Regions from separate parts of the Mus musculus genome. Here region 2 is linked to region 1. The links are chromatin contacts, called in public HiChIP or PLAC-seq maps. All regions are on one chromosome and are shown on one strand. The core of a region is the stretch at or near the end of the contact, and the rest is flanking DNA. Distances in the headings are between cores, read along the strand shown.

Region 1 (4,893 bases), core at 1,065-3,564:
CCAAGAGAGAATTACTGCCAAAATGAAGTTAACCCTTTGCACCCTCCCCACCAGCCTTCCAGGCCACAGAGATGAACACTGTGGAGCGTGGTCCTCAGGCCCACAATCCCAGCATGAGGAAGCTGAGGCAGAGGGATCCCTGCTAGTCTGAGGCCAGCCTGAGCTGCAGAGAGAGGAGCCAGTGAGAGCTAAGAGAGAAACCATGCCCGGAAACAAAACTAAAACACAAAAAGAAATGAGAGCACCAAGTCTAACACTCACCAAAAGTTCAACCGCCCCAGGCAGGGCCTGCTCCAGAGAGACCCCGCCACCACCTGAGTGACAGAGTAGAGAGCAGCAGAGAACAGCAGAGGTGGCGTGAGGGTTGACATGCTCAGCTGCTGGAAGCTGCTCTCAAAGCAACTGCCTGTTTTCCCAAGAAACCCAGCCCATGACCGGCAGGAGCCTACGGGCACTTAGATGGACCCATGAAGGCAAAAGCATGGCCACTGTTCCCCCAACTCACTGAGGTACCAACCGGAACAAGGGGGCATGGGGCAAAGCATGCTGGCCTGGGAATCCAGAAACAAGCTGCCCCCAGGTGCCTGTCCTGTCCCCAGGTGGCTAGAACTATGGTCCGGTTGGTTTGGGGTCGGTTGGTTGTTTTAACTTTTTTAAATGAATTAATTTCGAGGGAGGAAGAGAGAGATACCACAGTGCAGCTGTGGAAGTCAGGGGACAAGCTGTAGGCTCAGGCCTTCCATCGTGTGGCTCTGGGGACTGAATTCAGATCATCAGGCTTGGTGGCAGGCACCCTTACAGAGACGCCACGGCTTCCAGATGGTGAGGCTAGGACAGACACGCCCATGAAATCTGACCTCGACGGCTCCTCCTTGTGACCTCATGTTAATGACTCTTCAATCAGACAGCAGACGCCTTAGGTAGGGTCTATCCACGGACACTCAGGGACAAGGGTACCTGCTACTGCTTTTGCCTCCTAGGCATCAGCTTCTTCACCTGTGAGACTGACTGGGGTCATCCTGGGCTAACTGCACATCCTGGGCTAACTGCACATCCTGGGCTAACTGCATAAAGCAATAGAACTGAAAGGGCTGCAGGTGCATTCACAGCTATCTGGCTGAAGAAGATGCTAGAAGCCACCCCTCTTCCTGTCCCTTTGTCCTCTGCTCATCTCTCAACACCCCCTGCCTGCACCGCCTCTTCCTGGGTGGCCACCCAGATGAGGAGCGCTCCTGAGGCTCGTGGCAGCTGTGGTGGCGACTGCTGGCCTTGTGGAAGAGATGTTTTGTTTTGATTATAAATTTGGGGTTGTTTTGTTTTGTTTTGTTTTGAGGCAAGTCTCACTCTGTATTTTAGACTCCTCTGAGACTCACTATGTAGCACAAGCTAGTCTCAAACTTGTAGCAATTCTCCTGCCTCAGCCTTCCAAGTGCTCTACTTACAGGCTTGAGCCTCCATGCCCAGCTCAGAAATTAAGATTGTCGTTCCTCATGTGTCCCTCCCTGCCCCCCCCCACTTCCCCACCCCTTTACAGCTGAAGGAAATGGGTCACAAGCAGGGGACTTTCCAGGAGTCACTTGGTTTGCAAGAACCTGATTCTCCAGGATGGTCTTAGTCTAAGACCCTGTCCCTGTCTCCAGACACAAGCAGGATGATTTCCTGTCCTTAGGACCCATCTAGGGCCAGTGTGAACCTTCTGGGTCCTGAGTGCACCTAAAATGCTAGGGTCATCCTGGGATATGATGAGTGTAGAGAGACGTGTCAAACCATGGCTAGCTTTTTCAGTTGCCAGGGGCCACCTGCAATGAGTGGGCAAGGCACTCAATGTCAGTCCCACTCAGGAGGAGGGGACACTCAGGCCTTCGAGGTGACACTCAGCAAGTCTGAGTGTAAACGTGGACACTCCCTCTAACCTCCTCCACTCTTGCAAACTTCCCTAAGATTCAGGTCAGGAAGGACGCTTGTCCTATCTCATTGGCTTCAGGGAGATCCAAAGATGACTGGCGAGTGTCAGGAGCCTGTAAACCTGTTCTCATTAGTCATTAATGCGCTCACTATTTGTTTGTGTTTCTAAGCAGCAGATCTGCTGATCAGGCCAAACCTCCTTTCTCTCCTCGATCCTAAACAGAACTTTTGATGTGGATCTTGTCTGTTCCCATACCTAGAAGTGAATCCAAGGCCAGATCGGAGAATCAACATCTTGTCTTGGTGAACAGAGTGCTGATGTCTACCTTTTGGGCAGGGTGTAGGCCCTGAGACCAGCCAAGCGAAGGGAAGCCAGCACGGCAGGCAGGTTTCCTGCTCCAGCTAGTAAATGAACAAACACACCAGATCAATGGCCACAGGATACGCTGTGTAGAGCATTCACCTTCCTGGCAAGGGCTGGCCCTCACAGTTACAGCTCTGACTCTAGACCTTTACAAAGAAGTCCTGCAACTGGTTCTCTCTCTCTCTCTCTCTCTCTCTCCCCTTCCCCCTCCCCCTCTTCCGCCCCCTCCCCCCTCTCCTCCTCTCCTCTCTCTCAACTCTCTTTCTCTCCCCTCTTCTCCCTCTCTTTCTTCCTTTCTTTCTCCACTCTCTCCTTCCCTCCTGTCTTCTTTTCTCTCCTTCCTTCTCTCTTCCTTCTCTCTTCTTCCCCTTCTCCATCCTTTCTTCCTTCCTCCACCTTCCTGCCATTTCCACCTTTGACCTCAAGGTAGAGGCAGGAGAGGGAAGATGTTGGCCTTTGGGTACCTGTCTCTGTTAAGCAGGAATGATCCCTGGGAGGTCAGGAGCAGGATCCAGCCATCCGAAAGGGACCAGGGACTGGGGAATGATGAGCAGAACAGCAAGGAGGACCATGTTGGACAACTGTAGAGATATTGGACTAAGAGAAGCCAGAGCCTGGTGATTTAGAGCACCAGTCCGAGTGGGGAAGCCCTCTGAAAAAGGAATATTTGGTAACATCCTACTAATGCTAACAACCCCAAGCCAAGATTGGGCACAAAGGCACACTGTCAGGGAAATGAGATTCTCCAATTCCCAAGGAAAACAGGGGACATCTGTGCCACCACAAACACAGCTATGGAAGGAGCCGGTGATGGAAGGGCCCGGAGCAACCCAGAGGAGAACTTGATGCCAGCAAACTTGGGTCCTGAACAGCAAGATACTCAAGTTCTGGTGAGGGGGGATTCCATGGAACCATGTCCATCCCAGGGAAGTGGAGGCAGGAGGATCAGGAGTTCAAAGTCATTCCCTCTCTCAAGGAAGAAAAAGTCTCTGGATGTCCCTTTCTTTAAGGGAGAGAAAGATCCCTTTCCTCCTGTCAATCAGAAGAAAAGGAACGCAGACTCTCTGTGAGAGTCTCACATGCCCTGAAGGATCACAAACTCCAAGATCCTTCCAGACCTCTTACATAGACAAAGGAATGGAGCCTTTATCTAGGATCCTGGGCAATTGTGGAAACTTTCATTTGTGCTCAGTGTGAATGCAACTGCTTTCTGGGGGCAGATGACAGGGTTGCCACTAAATGTACTAAGTGTATTTGCCTAGGGAGGTAGACACTGACTCCTAAGCCCATGTTTAATCGACGGGCCCATGGATTGATTCTGTCTGCACAGAATACGCCTTCCTTCGGATAACAGTGATCCCATGAAACTGTCAGGCAAGTTGGTCTGGACAACCTAAGGCCAAGCCACAGTGAATTCCTGCTCTTCACAGAGCTTTTGGAGAAAGGCAGCTTTATTAAGTCAAGCCGATACAGTAATGGGGACCAGGTGTGACCACAAGAGGCGCCCGTGAAAACTGCCCCAAAGACCAGCTAGGAACAAAGCAAGGCAGCTGATGCGTGGGTGGGTATGCTTCTCTGGAGCTTTTAAGAGTCGTTTTTGAATATCCGTCTTAGCATCATTTTCTCACGATCTTTTAAAGAAATTTTGTTATTACGTTTTATTTATTTTGTGTGTCTCTTCTGTATTGCCACAAGGAAAGGGATGAAAAATTAAAAGGCTAAAATTTCCACCACCTCTGTCCAAACTACCACAAATCTCAGCTGATAACGTCCCACAAATGCCTGTCTGAAGCCTGGAATGCAGTACTCCCTTTACCAACAGTTGGAGGCAGATGCAGGCAGATCTCTGTGAGTTCGAGGCCAGCCTGGTCTATGTTGCAGGACGGCCAGGGCTATACAGAGAGACCTTGTCTCAAATTCCTACTCCATCCCCCCAAAAACTGTCTGCCTGACTCAGCAGCCTATGTTTCTCAGCAAGGAGAGGCGGTTTGACAATTTCCACACGGAAACAGCCTTGGTCCCAGTCCTGACTTGCCATCATCGCAGAAAACTTAAGCACTGGGAAATACTCACTGAGTCTGAGGCCGTAACTCAGTGAGCAGTACAAGGTCTCTGCATAAGCATGAGGACCTGAGCTTGACCCCTGGCACTCAGGTAGAAGCTGGCCGTGGAGGTGATGGGCTGTCGCCCCAGCACTGAGGCAGATAGGCAAGTCCCTACAGTGTTGTCTCAGTCAAGCCAGGCGATTGATGAACTCCAGAGTCAGTGAGAGACCCAGTCTCAAAAAATAATGTGGAGAGCAATAGAGGAAGGTACTCGGTGTCGGTGTCAACCTCCAGCCTCCACAGTGTGTACTTAAACTGCCACCTTCTCCCCGTCCCCCAACACACAAACACATCAAAGGATACAAATGCAAATACATAATGAACTTAGTGGCAACAAAATAGGGAGAAGAAAAAGCCCCTTGGTAGGATTCGCTTTGATGATGTGCTGAAGGAGTAACTATTTCAACTTGTTGTAGTCAGTGACTACTCAGTACTTGAATCTAGAAGATGCAGTAACAAGTTATGTCTTGTTACTTGTCATGTCTTCCAGGAAAGTCAAATTTTGCAGACTTCAAATCA
Region 2 (4,893 bases), core at 1,201-3,700, 480 kb before region 1:
TTCAAGGACAAATTAAAGGAATGCATTTTGCTTTTGATTATAAATGAGAAAGGCTTGGAAGTTCTCTATGAAAATTATTATGCCTTGACTCCCTCCCCACCACACCCAAAGTTTATATATTATAATGAAATTATGTGGAACAGCTATGTTAAAATTGAGAACTAATATAAAGAAAAAAATTTAGAAGAAACTAAAAATAGCAACTACACAAACTTAGAATCTGAAGAATTCTCCCGTGACTGCGCGTCAGTGAAGAGACTCCTGCCCACTAAGAGAAGCACCACTGTCGGACGAGCTGCCTGGTCTTCCACATGTGACGGGCTTTTACATGATAGCCTCATAGGAAGCGGAGAGAAGACATCACAGGCTTGGGGAAGGGTGGGGTGTAAGTAATTGCTGCGTGCTGACTCAAACTGGTCTCTGTGAAAACCTTTATTCTCAGTTTTGTTGGCTTTTAAACCACTGTCTTAGCTTAGGAACATTTAATCCATGAAATGCTGCCATCCAGAAAGTAATGCCATTTACATTACTATAGGATTTCTGTTTTTCTGAACATAAAATTGCTTCTTTAAAAAATGTTTTTTTTATTTAAATATTTCAGATTTGATTATTTTCTGGGTGTTTGCTTGCATAGAACTATGCATCAGAAGTGTGCGCTGTGTCTGTGGAGGCCAGAAGAGGGCACCAAATCCCCTGGAACTGGAATTCCAGATGGTTGGGAGCCACCATGTAGATCCTGGGGACTGACCCCTGGGTCCTCTTACCAGAGCAGCAAGTGCTCTTGACAGCTCGTCTAGCTCTTCGTCATATTGACTTTTGAGACACTGCCTTGTTATTGAGCCCAGGCTGGCCTTCCAAGTACTCGAACCACAGCAGGTTCTAAATTCTGCTTTTATAAATAAAAAGTGATTGCATATATTTAATACTTTCAAGAATTAGTTTGTATCAGGGTGACTGGCTGTACCTAAGGTAAATCTGCACATTCTTGGTGCCAAGAACATAGTCACTTAGCAAAGCTACCTTTGCTGTACATGCTGACAAAACCCACCAACCTGAGAGGTCACCACTTAGATAGGTGAGTGTGAACCTAGCCGACTTCTCTCTGTAAAGCTAAAACAGCAGCAGTCAGCCTGAGTCTCCTTCTCACCTCCCTCTTACGTTCTGGGGGTCCTGCTTTTGTTCTCAGATCACCCTGCTTTCTGACCTTGGTTAAGGCTGACTACTCAAGGAGCGCACACAGGAGGATGATTATAACCACGGCTGACAGGAGGCAGGAGGACAAGTTGGGGACTTTGTTGCTATATGGAGAGGAGAGCTGGTGCTTATTTTCAATTCTGAGTTTTTAATGCTTGGTTCATTGAAGGCGCTTTGCTGTGATACTCCCCAGCTCCCTTCAGTATGAGGAAATGGATTCATTACCTGGGCTGACAAAGATCCCAAAGCTAATTTCTGCCTCTGTCCTTCCCCTCATGGGTTCGCGTGGCACAGTGCTCCCTTTGTTCTGAGTGACTCACTTAGGTTTTCTTTAAGGTGATTTCCCCTTCCCCTTCCCCACACCAGCTCTCTCAAGGCATGAAAGATAACTTTCTACTGGAGTTTTGACTACCTGATCCTTCCTATAGAGCATTTCTTGTGAGGCAGTGTGCTCTCCCAGCTTCTTCAAGAGGAAATTGTTCCCCTGGTGGCAGGTCTGACTGTCCTGCTCTGTAATCACACAATGAAAGGTTCTTTTATAGTGTCCTGCGCTGGTGGCAGAGATAAAGCTGCTTTGAGGGCTGTAAGCTGAGACCCTTCAAGAGTGAGCAGTGCACACAAGCTTATCTCAGTGTTTCCTGACTCACTGGTGTGTGTCTAGGTTTCGAGCTTGCTGCTCTGCTGACAGACCTGCTGGATATTTTGTTGGCCCTCTTTCCAGTGTGATGCTGATACTGATCTTTAAATGCCTACTGAGGTTTTAAAATAACTTCTGTGTTGAATATCAATTTCTCTGTAGATTCCACCTAGTGTTTCTAAAAACAGGCTTTTGGGTACGTTTTCTTCACACTTGCTTGCGTCACACTCTGTAGTAGTTGTTCCCACAGAAACCCTGTGAGGAAGTATTGCCAGCTGGTAGAACCTTCTGCTTCAGATTCTGGTGATGCGTGGGTGATCGGGGTCCTTGATTGGCTGGGTGCATTTCCTCTGTTGTGTCATTATTTAATTTTTTTGTGATTGATTACAAACGGAATTCACTCATTAGTATTCATAAGTCACAAAGGAATTGCCTGTTTTATTTTGTTTATATTAGATTTTAGAAATTATGAGTATATTGAGCTCTGATGAGTAGAAGTGTTAACTTTTAAACTTCAGGAGAGACCACATCATTTAGTCGCCTGTTTACTGACTGTTTTACTGCATGGGTGTTGTGGGAACACAGAGAAGACTCAGATGTGGTTTTCTGATCACCCAGAGCTGAGTTATGCAGCGAAGCAGTGCCTCACTTGGAGAACCCAGGCCTGAAGGGTAACAGTCAGACGGTCTGTGCTGAGCATTTGCTAGAACAAGGAAAATAGACCTTCTGGTAAGACGGTGTCTGCACACCAGAAAGCCTTTATAATGATATAGAGGAACAAAGCTTAGATTTTGAAGAAATTCTCATTGTTAGTAAGAAATGATTATAATGGAGCAGGATTGCTTTTAAACATAGTCATTTTATTAGGCTTTAAGTCCTGTGGAGCGTCTCATGTAAACAAAATGGAATTAGAGTCTTCCAGCTGGAGACAGTCCCAACATTATAAGAAATGGTTCTGTTTTAAACTCGGAATTTAAATTAAGGCTTACTATTTTATAGTATACTGTCAAACCAAAATTAGACATTTATAGACTGCTAGTTTATCTGATGGTAAGCTATAGATGCCTGGAGACATAGCAAGTAGCTGTTCTCCCCTGTGGACTTGTGACCTGTAAATCTGTAAAACATTGCTAATTTGCTTTAGGGTTTTATAAAAAGTCAGAAGTAGAATATGTTAAATTTAAAGGGCAGTGTCATGTTTAATTTTAAGATTAGAAATCAGTATCTTCTTTTTATTTCACTTTAGCTTTGGTTTCCTTCAGGGTCCCTGAGAGCTGTGTATGCTGGCTTGTGCCTGTAATCCTAGTACTTGGAGGCTGAGGCAGGAGGATCATCAGAGAGTCAAGGCCAGCTTCAGCTATGTAGTGAGTTTCAAGCCAGCCTGAACTGTAAATGAGACCCTGGCTCAATTAAATATAATAATAAAATATCCGGGGAGAATTTTTGTTTTTTTCCTCGAGATAGGGTTTCTCTGTATAGCCCTATCTGTCCTGAAACTCACTTTGTAGACCAGGCTGGGCCTGAACTCAGAAATCCACCTGCCTCTGCCTCCCAAGTGCTGGGATTAAAGGTGTGTGCCACCACCACCCGGGGAGAATTTATTTTTTATGTTAAAGTTTGTTTGTTTGTTTGTTTTTTTAAAAAAACTGGAAAATAACACTTTTTGACCCTTAGAAACTCAGTTTCTAATGAAATGCTTATATTTTCAGATGACCTTTTCATTTTAAAAACGAAATTGAGAAGTTTTGGGTTCAGTGCTTTCTGCCAGGGTTAATCCCTGGGACCCATGTAGTGGAAGGAGAGAGTGGACTCCCACAGTCTGTCCTCTGACCTCCATTGGCACCCCATACACATACATATACACCAATGAATACATTTGGTTTCTGACCATTTCTTACCACTGTTACCTGCTTTCTGATGCTATGTGTCACCTTGTTCTGGTTATCTACTGAGAGGGTGTCAGCAGGTGCTTGTGTTTTGCTAGGGTTGTGGTCTGCTGGAGAAGACCACCCACCAGGCAAACGTGGGACTGCTTTAGTTGTATGATGTGCTGTTTATTTATGCCATTTGAAGGGAGTTAGCATAAAGAAGCAGTGGGAAAGCGATGTCTGCTGAAGGAGAAGATAGTGGGCTTCTGCAGGCCCTCACGGAAACCCTCTGTGAACAGCGTTCGTTTTTATTAAAGTATGCCACAATATCAGTACTCCATTTTAGGGAAAAGGCTATTTTTTTTGTCCTTATTTTCTCTGCTCTGAAATGCCTTCATAATAACCTATTATTTTTGTAATGATAGAAATACTTGACAAAAAAAAGCTTAAGCTGAAGGACATAGCATATTATTCTGAAATAGTTTTTAAAAATTCATCAAGTACTGCTTTGTTGGTCTCTGATTCTGTGTGTATCACTCTTTATAGCAGATACACACTGAGTACACTCTTCATAACAGATACCCTCTCTTTAGAACAGACAGCTCATATTGAACTAAATTAGTTATAGATAATTGGTCTGTTCTGAACTTGGTATTTAACTCATTTAAACTCAATCACCGATGAGGCAAGTGCCCTTAGCATCTAGAGGAAGAAAATGAGACTGCTCATTCTGGTGTGTCTTGATGTATGTAGAACACTAACCCAGTCACTGCTGAGGTGAGCAAGTTTCTGGGTAAGCAGATCTGAGACACTGTAGCGCAGCTTCCCTGTTTTCGTACTGTGAGCTGTGGAGGCACAGTGAACAGATACAGTTTATATAGTCTGGATTTTCTGAAGTCAACAGCCACCAAATCTGTCACCAAGTAACAGAAAGCCCAGTTGGGCTAACTAGCTCAGCAGTTCTTTTAGTTCAGAACAGCAGACACAACTAATTCTTAGTTGTTTTCTTTAAAATTAGTGGGTGTGCTTTGTGTTTCATCTTACCTAGAGCAAGCCGGCGTGTCAGTTGAGAATTGATAGTGGGGCATTCTGGCAGAGAGTCCGTGGCTTGACTTAGAAGGGCCTCAGACTTTCAGGATGCCTTTCACTGAGCTTCACGTGTAGCCTTAGTCTATGGCTAGCATGTGAGGTGAA

What was found. HiChIP or PLAC-seq counts read pairs in DNA pulled down with a chosen protein or histone mark.
Region 2: a contact with region 1 is called in an H3K27ac HiChIP or PLAC-seq map of double positive thymocytes, with 6 times the contacts expected there. The contact joins two enhancer-like sites. A contact is called at or near these places in 1 of 484 Hi-C or Micro-C datasets (bone marrow-derived macrophages), 5 of 115 datasets of contacts at active chromatin or transcription factors (the HPC-7 cell line, T-cell acute lymphoblastic leukemia, double positive thymocytes and 2 more) and 2 of 9 other capture datasets (adipose tissue and liver).

Annotation. Positions count from the first base shown.
Region 1 is chr17:83,932,827-83,937,719 of GRCm38.p6, reverse strand. No RefSeq gene overlaps it. Among named protein-coding and RNA genes, the nearest start is that of 1810073O08Rik, 17 kb to the right of the region's middle. Within about 2 kb of position 2,314, at least 52 of the 459 cell types and tissues checked have an H3K27ac peak or open chromatin away from gene starts, as enhancers often do. A contact at or near this core is called in double positive thymocytes and memory CD8 T cells, where this site is marked.
Region 2 is chr17:84,417,063-84,421,955 of GRCm38.p6, reverse strand. All of the region lies in intron 21 of Thada (thyroid adenoma associated), which reads left to right. Among named protein-coding and RNA genes, the nearest start is that of Gm24722, 28 kb to the right of the region's middle. RefSeq lists an enhancer at 1-236. Within about 2 kb of position 2,450, at least 124 of the 459 cell types and tissues checked have an H3K27ac peak or open chromatin away from gene starts, as enhancers often do. A contact at or near this core is called in double positive thymocytes and memory CD8 T cells, where this site is marked.